2 separate regions of the Pan troglodytes genome follow, and region 2 is linked to region 1. A link is a contact called in public HiChIP or PLAC-seq data. All regions are on one chromosome and are shown on one strand. Each heading gives the region's core, a stretch centred on a gene start, on an enhancer-like site or on the middle of the called end of the contact. The rest is flanking DNA. Distances are from core to core; before and after follow the strand shown. Region 1 holds the start of CADM1 (cell adhesion molecule 1). Region 2 holds the start of LOC740871.

Region 1 (5,777 bases), core at 1,934-4,433:
TTATATTCAAACACAAGAAGCACCCAGATTGTAATTCTGATAAGTATTTCAGTTCTTTCTTGAAAAATTAAATTCACAAAACAATTGATTATCAGTTATAAATGGCAAAAACACCATCTGGTTTTCAAAATTGGTTAAATCCATGTAGCAAAGGGGAAAATTTTGGAACTTGTAGTTGGCGAGGAGTTCTAGTCCATGAAGCAGAAAATGACGAGCTTTACTATGAGAAAGCCAGAGTAGTCATAACTTGTACTTAGCGGCTGCGGGAATTTGATGCGTTCTTCACATGTTCCATATGTTAAATTGCTTGGCGAGATCTTCAGTGTGAAGGAGCTGGGGGTGGGAAAGGCGTGTGGCTAGTGGATAGACTAGAAACAGCTTAATCCTAAATTCTCTGCTCTGCTTCTTGCATGTAGACCCAGTCTAAATGTGCCCCAGGACTCAGTTTCTTTACCTGGGGAATTGTACGTGCAAGTTCCTTAACCTTATGGCACAGGGGACATTTTGGTGGAAATTTCTAAAGCTATTTGCATTCCTCTAGTGAGGTAAATCATACGACATTAGCATTTCCTACAGAAATGTCCCATGTTGTTCTTTGCCAACTGGAAATTTGAGTAGGTGTTCATTTGATGTGCCAAGAGAATGAAGGGAGATGAAAACACCCCACATCTTCCAATGTCCCCATACTGTGTTCCGAGTGTGGGAGGACTGGGGCCTGGCTAGATTCTCCTGGAGATTCAGCTTCATGAGGAATGTTTTTCCTTAGGAGTATACTGCAATTCTGTTAGTTCAAAAAAAAAATGTTTCTGGGTTGCTGGCATATTTTCATCTTATGTTAAAAATGTAGCTATCCTTTGCTTATTATTCACGCATTGTAATGTGAAATTTATTCATTCACTTTACGGATATTTAGAAAGGCACAGTGGTTAATTGCATAGGCTCTTTCTGCAAGTTAGAGACTGTAATCTTAGGGCAGTTACTTAATCTTTCTAATCATGTTTAAAAAATATAAAATGAAAGATAATAATAGTATGTACCTTGGGGATTGTTTCAAGTATTAAATGAGATTTTGCATGTAGAATACTTAAGAATTCAATGAATGCAAGAGTAGTAATAATAGTAACGGCAGATAATAATGTTACTATGTGCCAGGCTCTGTGTTAGGATTCTTGCCATATAGGACCTGCCTTTATAGTTTACATATCACTTTCAGCATACATATGGCCTTACTTTTTTTTTTTGAGACGGAGTTTCACTCTTGTCGCCCAGGCTGGAGTGCAATGATGCGATCTCAGCTCACTGCAACCTCCGCCTCCTGGGTTCAAGTGATCCTCCTGCCTCAGCCTCCTGAGTAGCTGGGATTACAGGTGTATGTCATCACGCCTGGCTAATTTTTGTATTTTTATTAGAGACGGAGTTTCACCGTGTTGGCCAGGTTGATCTCGAACTCCTGACCTCAGGTGATCCATCTGCCTCAACCTCCCAAAGTGCTGGGATTACAGGCATGAGTCAGCGTGCCCGGCTGGCCTTAAATTTTTTATTCCAATTTTGGTGGAACTTTGCTCTCTATTTGGTCCGACCCAGGTACCTCACTGCCAGAGGTAGTAAGAACAGGTAGGACTTTGCAGACTGGGCATTATCCTGGCACCCACGTGGCAATGGTTTCCTGTCTCCTGTAGTGCTGTTCTCCTGTTGGAGCTTTCCCCACTTCTGAAGGACTGCCTGCAGTTCATGCATCGGGGCCTGTAATTACAGAGCAGAATATCCAGGGCTGTGAAGACCGGGCAGTCTCGAAATTAGTTTATGCATAATGGATAATAGGAGGCTGTTTTTAAGTGTAACTCATTTGGTGGGTTGGCAGATCATGACTTCCTTTTTGATATGTATTATTTATTTATTTTATAGCAAGATGAGGACAGAAGGCTGGGGAAGTCATTTGGTGCAGCTCTTCTAGACTATAGCTCAGACTTAGCAATTTACATTCAGTAATCTCTTGGTCATTTAGCCACAGATAATTTGTCATGGTTTGTTTTAGCTGTTGTGATATTGATATTTATTATGCAAATTGTATTTCCTACATCTTATTGTTCTGCATTCTATGAATACTTAAATTATTATAAACCTTTACACTTAATATGGCTCGTCCTTCAATTTGATGCTTGAGCAACAGAGGGTCAGAGCGCACACGATCTTCTAGAGGGGAAGAAAATAAGTAATTAAAAAGCAGACAAACAAGAGAGCCGGCTGCCTGGCTGAAAAGAAAGCAAAGAGAATTTCGGGGAGGGAGAGTGAGTCCGGAGATGCAAGTCGCTTTAGCAGGAGAGGCTCTCCCAGAGACAGGGGAAGCTCGGAGCACCTGTTGGTCCCCAGCTTCCTTAGGAAGGGCTGGGGGCGCAGAGGAGGAGTGAGAGGGTTTGAGCCCCGAAGGAGGAACACGGCAGACCCTGCCTTCACCACACTCCCTCTCCCCAACTCCCACCACCCCCGCTCTTCACCTGAAGCCTTGACTAATTTTTTCCGTTGTTGTGTAATCTTAAATATCTAATATTACAAATATTTCACACATATATTCAACACACACCTATATATTAAAACCAGGGAGGAGACCCTCGACAAGCGGAGGAGCCTGAGCATACCCTCCTCGATCTACCTTTCCCGAGATTCTGCCGCAAAAAGACCGACTGGAAAATCTCAGAACCCGACTCTACGGCTGCCTTCTCCAACTATCCCCGAGTCTACCGCTAGGCTGTTGAGCGGGCTCTCCCGCTCCGCCGGACGTGCAAAGCACGCATGCACTTCTCCCAGATTGTTTTGTCAATCCGGGGACCTGCCTTCTTACTCTCCACTCCCGCACAGCCCCCGTTCCCAAAGATCTATTCCTTCGGTGCAAGGTGAGTGACGGAAATTTGCAACGTCTGGTTCGCTAGGCCAGATGCACTCGGTGCGCGGGACAGAGGACCCTCTTAAGGGAGATTCTCCAGTCGTCGGTCTGATACAGCGATTGCTATAAACATTCCTAATAAAGGTGTACAAGAAGCTAGACCCGCCCCCTGGAGCCCGAGTCCTTGCACGCCAGGCGCCCGGGAGAACACTTTTTCCTTGATCCGGGGAAAGCAAAACCGAATTTTAACATAAACATATTTGCATACGCCCCTCCCCTTGGCCCCGCCCCTAGGTGGCGCGGGCGCGCCGCCGAACGCCAGCGCCAGGGGGCGGGGTGGGGGAGGGGGCGAGGCCCTCCAAGAGCCGGGTTGGGCTCGCGGCGCTGTGATTGGTCTGCCCGGACTCCGCCTCCAGCGCATGTCATTAGCATCTCATTAGCTGTCCGCTCGGGCTCTGGAGGCAGCCAACGCCGCCAGTCTGAGGCAGGTGCCCGACATGGCGAGTGTAGTGCTGCCGAGCGGATCCCAGTGTGCGGCGGCAGCGGCGGCGGCGGCGCCTCCCGGGCTCCGGCTCCGGCTTCTGCTGTTGCTCTTCTCCGCCGCGGCACTGATCCCCACAGGTAGGTGTGGGCACCGACCGGTTGGCCCCTAAATCTCCGAAGGCACCCCAGTAGCCTTAGCCACAGAGGGGGGGAAACGTTTCCATGACAACCTCCCCCCACTTCCTAAATCCGAAGCGGAGGGAGTGTGGAGAGGAAACTCAGGGCTGAGAGGGAAGGGGCTGAGGGGATCTGTGAGCCCCTTCTCCCCTGCCCGGCTAAGTGTGAATGAGAGTCCCCAGGGATGGCTGCACCCACACCTTCTCTCCCCGGCTTGGCGCGGGGTGCAGAGTGGAGTGAGAATGGGGGGCCCGGGGGCTGTAAAGCATGGGGGAAGGGGATGGTTCAAAGACAACCTCAACCCTTCCGGACCCTTCTAAACTCGCCGTTTTCCCCGTAACTTGCAGATCCTCCCACCTCCCAGGGCTGCCCATTCGCCCCCACCTCTCCAGAGGACCCCCCCAGTTCTCCATCCCCGAAGCCTCCTGGTGGCTGACTCCCAGCCGCCCGCGGCGTGATTTCTCCCCGGTCCCCAGGACATCCCCAGACTTGTCTGATCTCCCCTGCCCCTTCCCCCAACGCGCTCTGCCTTTCTCCCCTGTCCCCAAACTGCACGCCTCTCGTGTTTCCCTCCGGCCGTTCGCAGCCCTCCGCCCCCTCGGCTCTGCTGCGGGTCTTTTTGGCCCGGCTCCAGGCGGGGAAAGTTCCCCGGCCCGGCCCCGCGGGGGGGGCGGCCGCTGTCGCCGCCTCTGCGGGAAGGCGCCGGGAGCCCGCAGCCCGCCCGCCCCACAGCGTCCTCTGCCACGAGTGGGGACACGGGATTTCCCGGCTGCCTGTTCTTTCGGCGGCCCGAGGGTGGCGGAGGGGGCGTCGCGGCCTCTGCGGCCAGGCGGGCACCCTGCGGGCCTCCGCGCGCTCCCTGCGTGAAGAGCAGTCTTGGGAATTTGCCTAGGGGCGGCCCTGCACGCCCGGTGCCTTCCCTGAAGACACCGAGCACTCGGCTGGAGCCCGATGTGTGGCTGCCCGTGTGCCGGGCGCGTTGGCGCGGTCGGGAAAGAAGAGGGCAGTGTTTGCTTTTGCTAACAAAAGGGAGCCGGAGCTCTTCCCCAGAGGAGAGGCCGGCCGTGCTGCACCCAGCCTCCCTTCCCGCCACCTCGCCGCGCTTGGCAGCCGCGCGGCGTCCCCTGGCCCCTGCTGCAGGCTCCAGGCGGGCGCCGGGACCGAGTGGCACGGGGCCGCGGGGTGCGAGCGGCGATGCAGGAGGGGATGCAGCAGGGCTCTGAGCCTGCAAAGCCCCTCCTTGCAGCTCCAGAGCTGCAGGACCCGGGAGCAACAAGTGGCGGAGGACGCCGAGAGCTCAGCCCCCACCTGCGGAGCCCCAGGCCCGGGCGGGCACAGCGTTGGGGCCACGGTGCCGCTTCAGGGGCGCCTCTCCGCTTGGGCTGTGCCTTTTGTTTACACGCTAGAGGACACACAGTTATGTAAACACCGCAGGAGACACGCTGTAGGAGACGGGGGATGTGTAGGGGTGCTAGCTTGAGATTTGGGGGACGCCGGGTTGGCTGCTTGCCCCCAAAATAGGCTTGCAAAGGAGCTCGGCTTGGGGAACCTATTGGGGGGCGTCTGGCAGCAGCGTCAATTCCAGCGCTGAGGGTTTTTTTCTTCCATGCCACTGTCTCCGGATGTTGTTTATGTGTTTTTCCTCTGTGAATTCTTAATTTATGAGTTACGAGATAATTGGGTTCAGCCGATGCCGGTGTGGTTACAACTTCATTTCAGGTGATGCCTCTGACTGGATGGGTTCAATAAAATGTTCCTGAAAGAGATCCCTCGTGCTGCTGCATTGTAAAAAGCGCCAGTGTCAGTTAAACGTGAGCGTGAGTAAAGGCTCGGTAACTGGCGCATAATAGAGGCAACAATAGACTTGTATTGGCTGCAAAAAAAAAAAAAAAGCCGGGGGGCGGTGGAAAGCTGTGGTCGGGGATATTGCTTTTTGACTAAAAATGGGAGTCGTGCAATGACGCTTGGCAGCAGAAGTAGGATTAGATTATGCCTCCCCTGTCAAGACTGCTCATTGAAGGCACCGGGTAGTAGCAACGGTACTATATTTGTAACTATCTCGCGGTGAGAAGTTGCCTTCCCTGCGAGGGATATATGCTGACTTAGGAGCGGTCTGGAACTCAACCGTGCATGTCAAAGCTACATGAAAATTCTGTTGCCAGTTACCATGGAAGCAGCTTCTTGCTCTTGTGTACATCCCTGTTTGTATGCTGGTTATCAGATTGTGTTCAAATTA
Region 2 (5,534 bases), core at 1,334-3,833, 260 kb before region 1:
ATCACTACCAAAAAAGTGGCCAGGGAGGATATCAGGGTGCCCAAACATAGAAATATCCACTGCAAATAATAATTTACCATCCTACTCCATGTGTGAGATACAGGTTATTTCAGAGTAATGTTTAATAACGATATATCATCAAGGAAATCTCCACGAAGTCGCCCTCAAAACTTTTCAGCAAAGTGCCCACTTCCCCATATATTAGTAATATATTGATTACACCCATTATAGCACTTTTATCATCTGCCTTCTATTAGAGTTACTTACTTTAAGACTCTGTTACCTCCATCGCAATTAAGCTCTGGGTAGTCAAATACAGGGTTATTTTTCTCCTCAACCCACACAGCACAAAGCACACAGTGGGAAATCTGGGTGCTTCCCGACCCACACTGGCTCCCTGTATCCAGTTCAGCTCTGTTCTTGTTCTTCCCTTTCCTTCCCCTGACCACTTTATCTACTTGGGGTTAGACTGGGAGGGACTAACGGATTCGATGAAGTCTAAGGTCAGAGGTTCCCCGACTCACCCTCTCTCTTGCTAGCATCTGCCTCTGTTATAGCTTCTCTCATGTTGTACCTTGGGTTGTTTTGCTGGTTTCTCACCACTGTTACCTTGTGCCTAGAACAGTAGCTGTCTCCAAGAAAGCACCCAATTAAGTGGTATAACCACTACGAGTGATTCTCACTCATAATCGCCCCTCAGATTCTCAAAGAAGAGCCTCATCTATCAGGGCTACTGAAAGGTAAGGTACTCAGCCCAGGTGAGGGGTTCGAAATCTAGAGGGCTATAATGCAGAATACATAAATAGAGAAGGAACTGTAAAGCTCACTGTTGTTCCTTGCTCTCCATCAAGCCAGAGAAGATGCAGAGACAGTACAGGGAGCCTGACAGGCTATAGGGGGCAGACTGAGTTAGTAGAGCAGGGGATCTTCAGCTTGACTCAGCATGCAGTTGGTACCCATGGGGAAAGGGGAGGCCAACAATTAGTGGGGGGCTGGCAGCAAAGACCCTCAAAGGCAGAAAAGCAACACAGCTGTGGCTGTGAATGAGCAGCCTGGCAAACCATGATCTCAGTAGTGTCCTGAAGCCAAGAAGAAGAGGCTCCACTCCCTGGGATGTGGGTGGGAAAGGGCCCAAGAGGAGGCCAGTATCTCAGTCAGATGGGACTGGAGCTCAGGGGGCTGTAGTGCTAATTAGGAAACTAAGGCAGAGTCCCAGCACTAGGAATGGAACCACTTTAGTGGTGATCAAGGGAAGGGTGTTTGCCACAAACATACTGGATCCTGAATCTGTGGGCAGACATCTGAGTACAGCACTTCCCCTGCCAGTAAAAGGGAGGTGCTAGTGCCCTCCTAGCCCAATTAGGGCAGGCTCCATAGCTGGGTGGGGCTGAGCTTGTAGGAAAAGGCCTACTAGGCAGTGCCCTGCAGGGCTGGGCAAGCCAGGACTGATGGCTGGGCCAGGTGAGAAAGATTTCCTGCTGTATTTGCAGACTGAATATGTGTCTGGGGCTAGGGGCTGAGCTGCTGCCAGCACCATCTGACCTCAAGGATCCCCCTAGTCAACAAGCAGCAAGAACAGGAGACTCCAGAGGCTCCCTCAGCTTTGGAGATAGCTCTGCAAACAAAACTCAGTTTTTAGGGGTTAATCCTCAGCCCCAGGAGGAGGCAGTGGGCCTCCTCTGAAGGGCAGAGTCAGCAAGTGGGCTGAGACTAAAGGAAAGGCCCAAGACTGCAGGCCTGAGATTAGTTTGGCAGCAGCTCCAAAGAGCAGCCCTTGAATCGCAGGGATTGTCTGAGCCCTCAAAAGCACTGGCTGCCTCCCACCAGCCTAGCTAATGGGGCTGAGCTGCTGGGGCCATGACCTCTGTCTACCCGGCTGATGGTCTGCTGCTCTGAATCTCACTCCCCCAGCACCCAGCAGGACCAAGGGCTCTGTCTAGCTTATGTGCATCGTGCCCTTGCATGTTTTCAGCACCTACTATGCGCGCAGCATCACACCTCCCCATCCACCTGCCTGTTACTCTCACCAGCACGCTCAGTCAACCCTTGGGCTAATTAGTGATTAGGTCTACAGTATGTATGCATGGTGGGGTGCAGAGAGTGGGGTGGCCAGCGGGTGATGAGTGAGGGGAGAAGACAACAGGAGATAGGAGGCCATGGTCTGACCTTCCTCCAAAGCCCGGAATCCCTGAGTCTGTCTCTGGCAGCTGTGAAACAGAGGGAGCATGGGATCTGAACCGTGCCGCCATCTGGGAGGTCACACACACTCACAGCCAACCCCCCGGAAGGAAACTCGGGCTGAAATACACCATTTGCTGAAGAGCAGGGCTGGGCACTGGTTTCTCTGCGTTCTGAATTTCTAGAAAGGGTAGGGTCTCCGTTGCCAGGCGGCGTCTGCCACCTCTTCCCACCGCCGCCCCTCCAGCCCTCCACCCCTTCCCCTGGGAGACCCCCTGTGAGGACCCTCAGCAAACTTCTGCAAAACCTGACAGGCCCTGGGTGCAGGGTGGTGTGGACGCAGATCTTTCAGGCCGAGGGGGAGGCGGCGGGAGTGTGGGCGTGGAGGTGCGAGAGGCGCGCAGCCTCCGCCTGCCCAGCTGTCTCTGCGGACCCCGCCGAGGGAGGGAGAGAAGCGCTAGGAAAAGGAAGAGGAGAAGGAGCTCGAGCGGGAGGCAAGCGAGAGGCTCTCTTGCTCCTCCCAAAGCAGGGGGCGGCTCCACTGTGCTTCTGATGACCCGGCCGCCGCCGCCGCCCTGCAACCGCTCCCCGGGACCCGTCAACGCTGACACTGATGACCCGCGGTGGGGGCGCTGGGCGCGGGGTGCGCAGGCCACTGGCCGCGGGCTCTCGGGCCCACTCCTGCCGCCGGCTTCCGCTGCTTCCGCGGTAATGACACTCGGCGGAGCGGCCGCCATCTCTTCTGGTACTTTCACTGGAGGAGGGAAGGGTGGGGAGAGCCCTCTGTCCACCCCTGCCCTGCCCTGGCGCTGGTCCGCCACTGCCCGCTGCTCTCGCGCTGGTCCGCAGCTCAGCCGAGCAGCTCCCTTCATCTGGCCTCCCAGACCCTCACTCAGCCGCGAGAGGAGGAGCTCCGGCGACCTCGGGCCTTCCCTCAGGGTCTGCGCGGCCCTTACCCCAAACCCGCCCAGGGTAGAGGCGTGAAGGGGCCGGCGGCGATGCAGAGGCGGGAAGCGCAGGGGGGAGGCGAGGCTGGAGAAGGGGACGCAGGGAGGCGGGGGGTGGACCCCCAGCATACTCCAGGAGCCGGCAGGAGCCAAACGCCAGCCCGCCACACAGGTATTCCTGCGGACCACGAGGTGCCACCCGTCCCTGGTCGCAGAAAAGATGAAGGGAAGGCCCAGCTTCCCTACCTCTACCTCCCATGCCGGGCACCCAGCCTGCTCAACTGAACCCCAAGCCGCAGGTTAACCCTGCTCCAGCTTCTCCCCTTGGCTATGGGCAAACTCCTTTTCTCTTTCCCATTGAGAACCACCGCTCAAATTCGGAGGGCTTTCCTCCTTGGTGCTCAGAGCTCCCAAGATGGGTGATTCTCTGCCAGGGGTCCTTAGCTACCCACTTTGGACAAGGATGGACAGATGTTTTCTCAAGCTTGCCTAAAGCACAGCTTCTAAACAGATGAGCCCTCCCCACGTTCCCCGCAGATTGTCTGGCCTTCGAGGAAATAAAGATGACCGTAGCCAAGCTGCCCTGCTCTGCACAAAGGACCCTGGGCGCCCCATCCTTAACTCCCCTGCCTTATGCTTGAGATTAGCATATCCACCCAGCAACTCCTCTGCTCCAGACTTAACTTGACCACTGCAGTCCACACCGACTCTCCTATCCACCAGAACTGTGCACTTAAAATCTGCTGCACACAATCCCATACTTGCTTGAGTCTGGCTTTGTTCTCCAATAGTTTCAAATGCCTGTTTGACTCCCCCCGCCACCCCCACAGAGATAAGGTCATCACAAGCAGTAACTACTGCTTTGCTTGTTTTGATTCCCACAGAGCCGAGCATAGATTGATGTGGCATAAGTGCTCAATAAATGCCCATGGACTTGGCTAATGGATGGACTTGCAGGGGACACTGCCCCATCAGGAGAGAAAGGTAGCCTTACTCTCATCTGCCCCACCAAGAGGAACCTAAGGTCCTATTTCCTGGGGGTGTCTCAAAAATCGGCAGAGTCATTCTCCCCCACCATCCCTCCTTGCCTCCACTCCCCTCGGCCTTCTGGATCCCCGTGGGTTTGGAGAGGCCGATGCTTGTGGCTCTTACCAACATCAATTTGCAGTCTCCAGGATGCAACTTCACCCTATGCTGCGTTCATAAATTAATCTCCTGGGATTAGATTCTGTGTTTTAGTAACACTCCTGAGGCATTGTATTTACACATTAATAATAAAAGAAAAAAAGTGAGACAAGTTCTGACAACTTTCAATAACATTCAGAAATAAAGTGCGAGGCACGGAAGTGTCCAAAGTTAATTAAAACCATTTGGTGCTGACGGGGGCTGGGGGTGTTGCCTGCCGAGCTCCGACAGGTGCTGTTTCTGAAATGCAATTTTCCTGTCTATAATGTACCTGATGCCTGCAGAAAAGGAGAAACCGAAATAAACCGAACTGGCAGCATGAGCTTGAATTTTCTCTTGTTTTGTTTTACAGTGCCGTGGACACTGCCAGAATTTGTCAAAGGTCCTAGGAAGAAAAGGCTCTTTCACCCCTCCCCTCAATGAACAGATGGTGTGTTTGGACTGTTCGCATTCGCTCCTCATAGGTGGGATCCTGGAGGAAGTTAAGGGGTGCTCCGTTCCCTGGGGATGGGACAGCAGCTCGCCTTTTTACTAATAGCTATAAGGGACTGTCAGACATTTACCTGACTAGACCTTCACCTCAGAGCTCAGAAGGGGAACAGCTCCAGAACTAAAAGAGAGAGCCTCTGGCAGACCCCAAAAGACAGCATGTGGAGTGAAGCTGGGCTTCCCTGCCCAATCACTAGGATCATTTATTGCACAAATACCTGTATTTTAAGCGGCAGATTATTGTGAATTTTTGTATTTTCTTCATTTCCATTTAGCTTTTTTTCAATTTTAGAATAGCCTTTCTCTAGATAACTCGAGGAAGTGGGAGACAGAATTTCCTTTGTTTCTGTCTTGAGCCCAAAGGGACAATTGAGTGTCAGGTATGACAGGGATAAAGGGAGAAACTCAGAAATAATGCTTTGTTTTGTTTTGTTTTGTTTTGAGATGGAGTCTCGCTCTTGTCGCCCAGGCTGGAGTGCAATGGCATGATCTTGGCTCACTGCAAACTCCACCTCCTGGGTTCAAGCGATTCTCCTCCTCAGCCTCCCAAGTAGATGGGCTTACAGGCAAGCGCCATCACGCCCGGCTAATTTTGTATTTTTAGTAGAGATGGGGTTTCACCATATTGGTCAGTCCGGTCTTGAACTCCTGACCTTGTGATCCACCCACCTTGGCCTCTCAAAGTGCTGGGATTACAGGCATGAGCCACCGCACCCAGCCAGAGGAATGTTTCGG

Evidence for each region. HiChIP or PLAC-seq counts read pairs in DNA pulled down with a chosen protein or histone mark.
Region 2: a contact with region 1 is called in an H3K4me3 HiChIP or PLAC-seq map of stem cell-derived excitatory neurons, with 8 times the contacts expected there. The contact joins the promoter of LOC740871 here to the promoter of CADM1 in region 1. A contact is called at or near these places in 1 of 7 Hi-C or Micro-C datasets (stem cell-derived neural progenitor cells) and 1 of 1 datasets of contacts at active chromatin or transcription factors (stem cell-derived excitatory neurons).

Annotation. Positions count from the first base shown.
Region 1 is chr9:117,447,022-117,452,798 of NHGRI_mPanTro3-v2.0_pri, reverse strand. CADM1 (cell adhesion molecule 1) reads left to right here and starts at 3,183. Exons shown (of 10, transcript XM_009424220.5): 1 at 3,183-3,502. The coding sequence starts at 3,379.
Region 2 is chr9:117,710,877-117,716,410 of NHGRI_mPanTro3-v2.0_pri, reverse strand. It overlaps LOC740871, which reads left to right and starts at 2,583. Exons shown (of 2, transcript XM_009424222.5): 1 at 2,583-2,886; 2 at 4,663-5,534. The coding sequence starts at 2,731. The coding sequence ends at 4,845. The region is part of intron 2 of LOC104001332 (a long non-coding RNA gene); the gene reads right to left.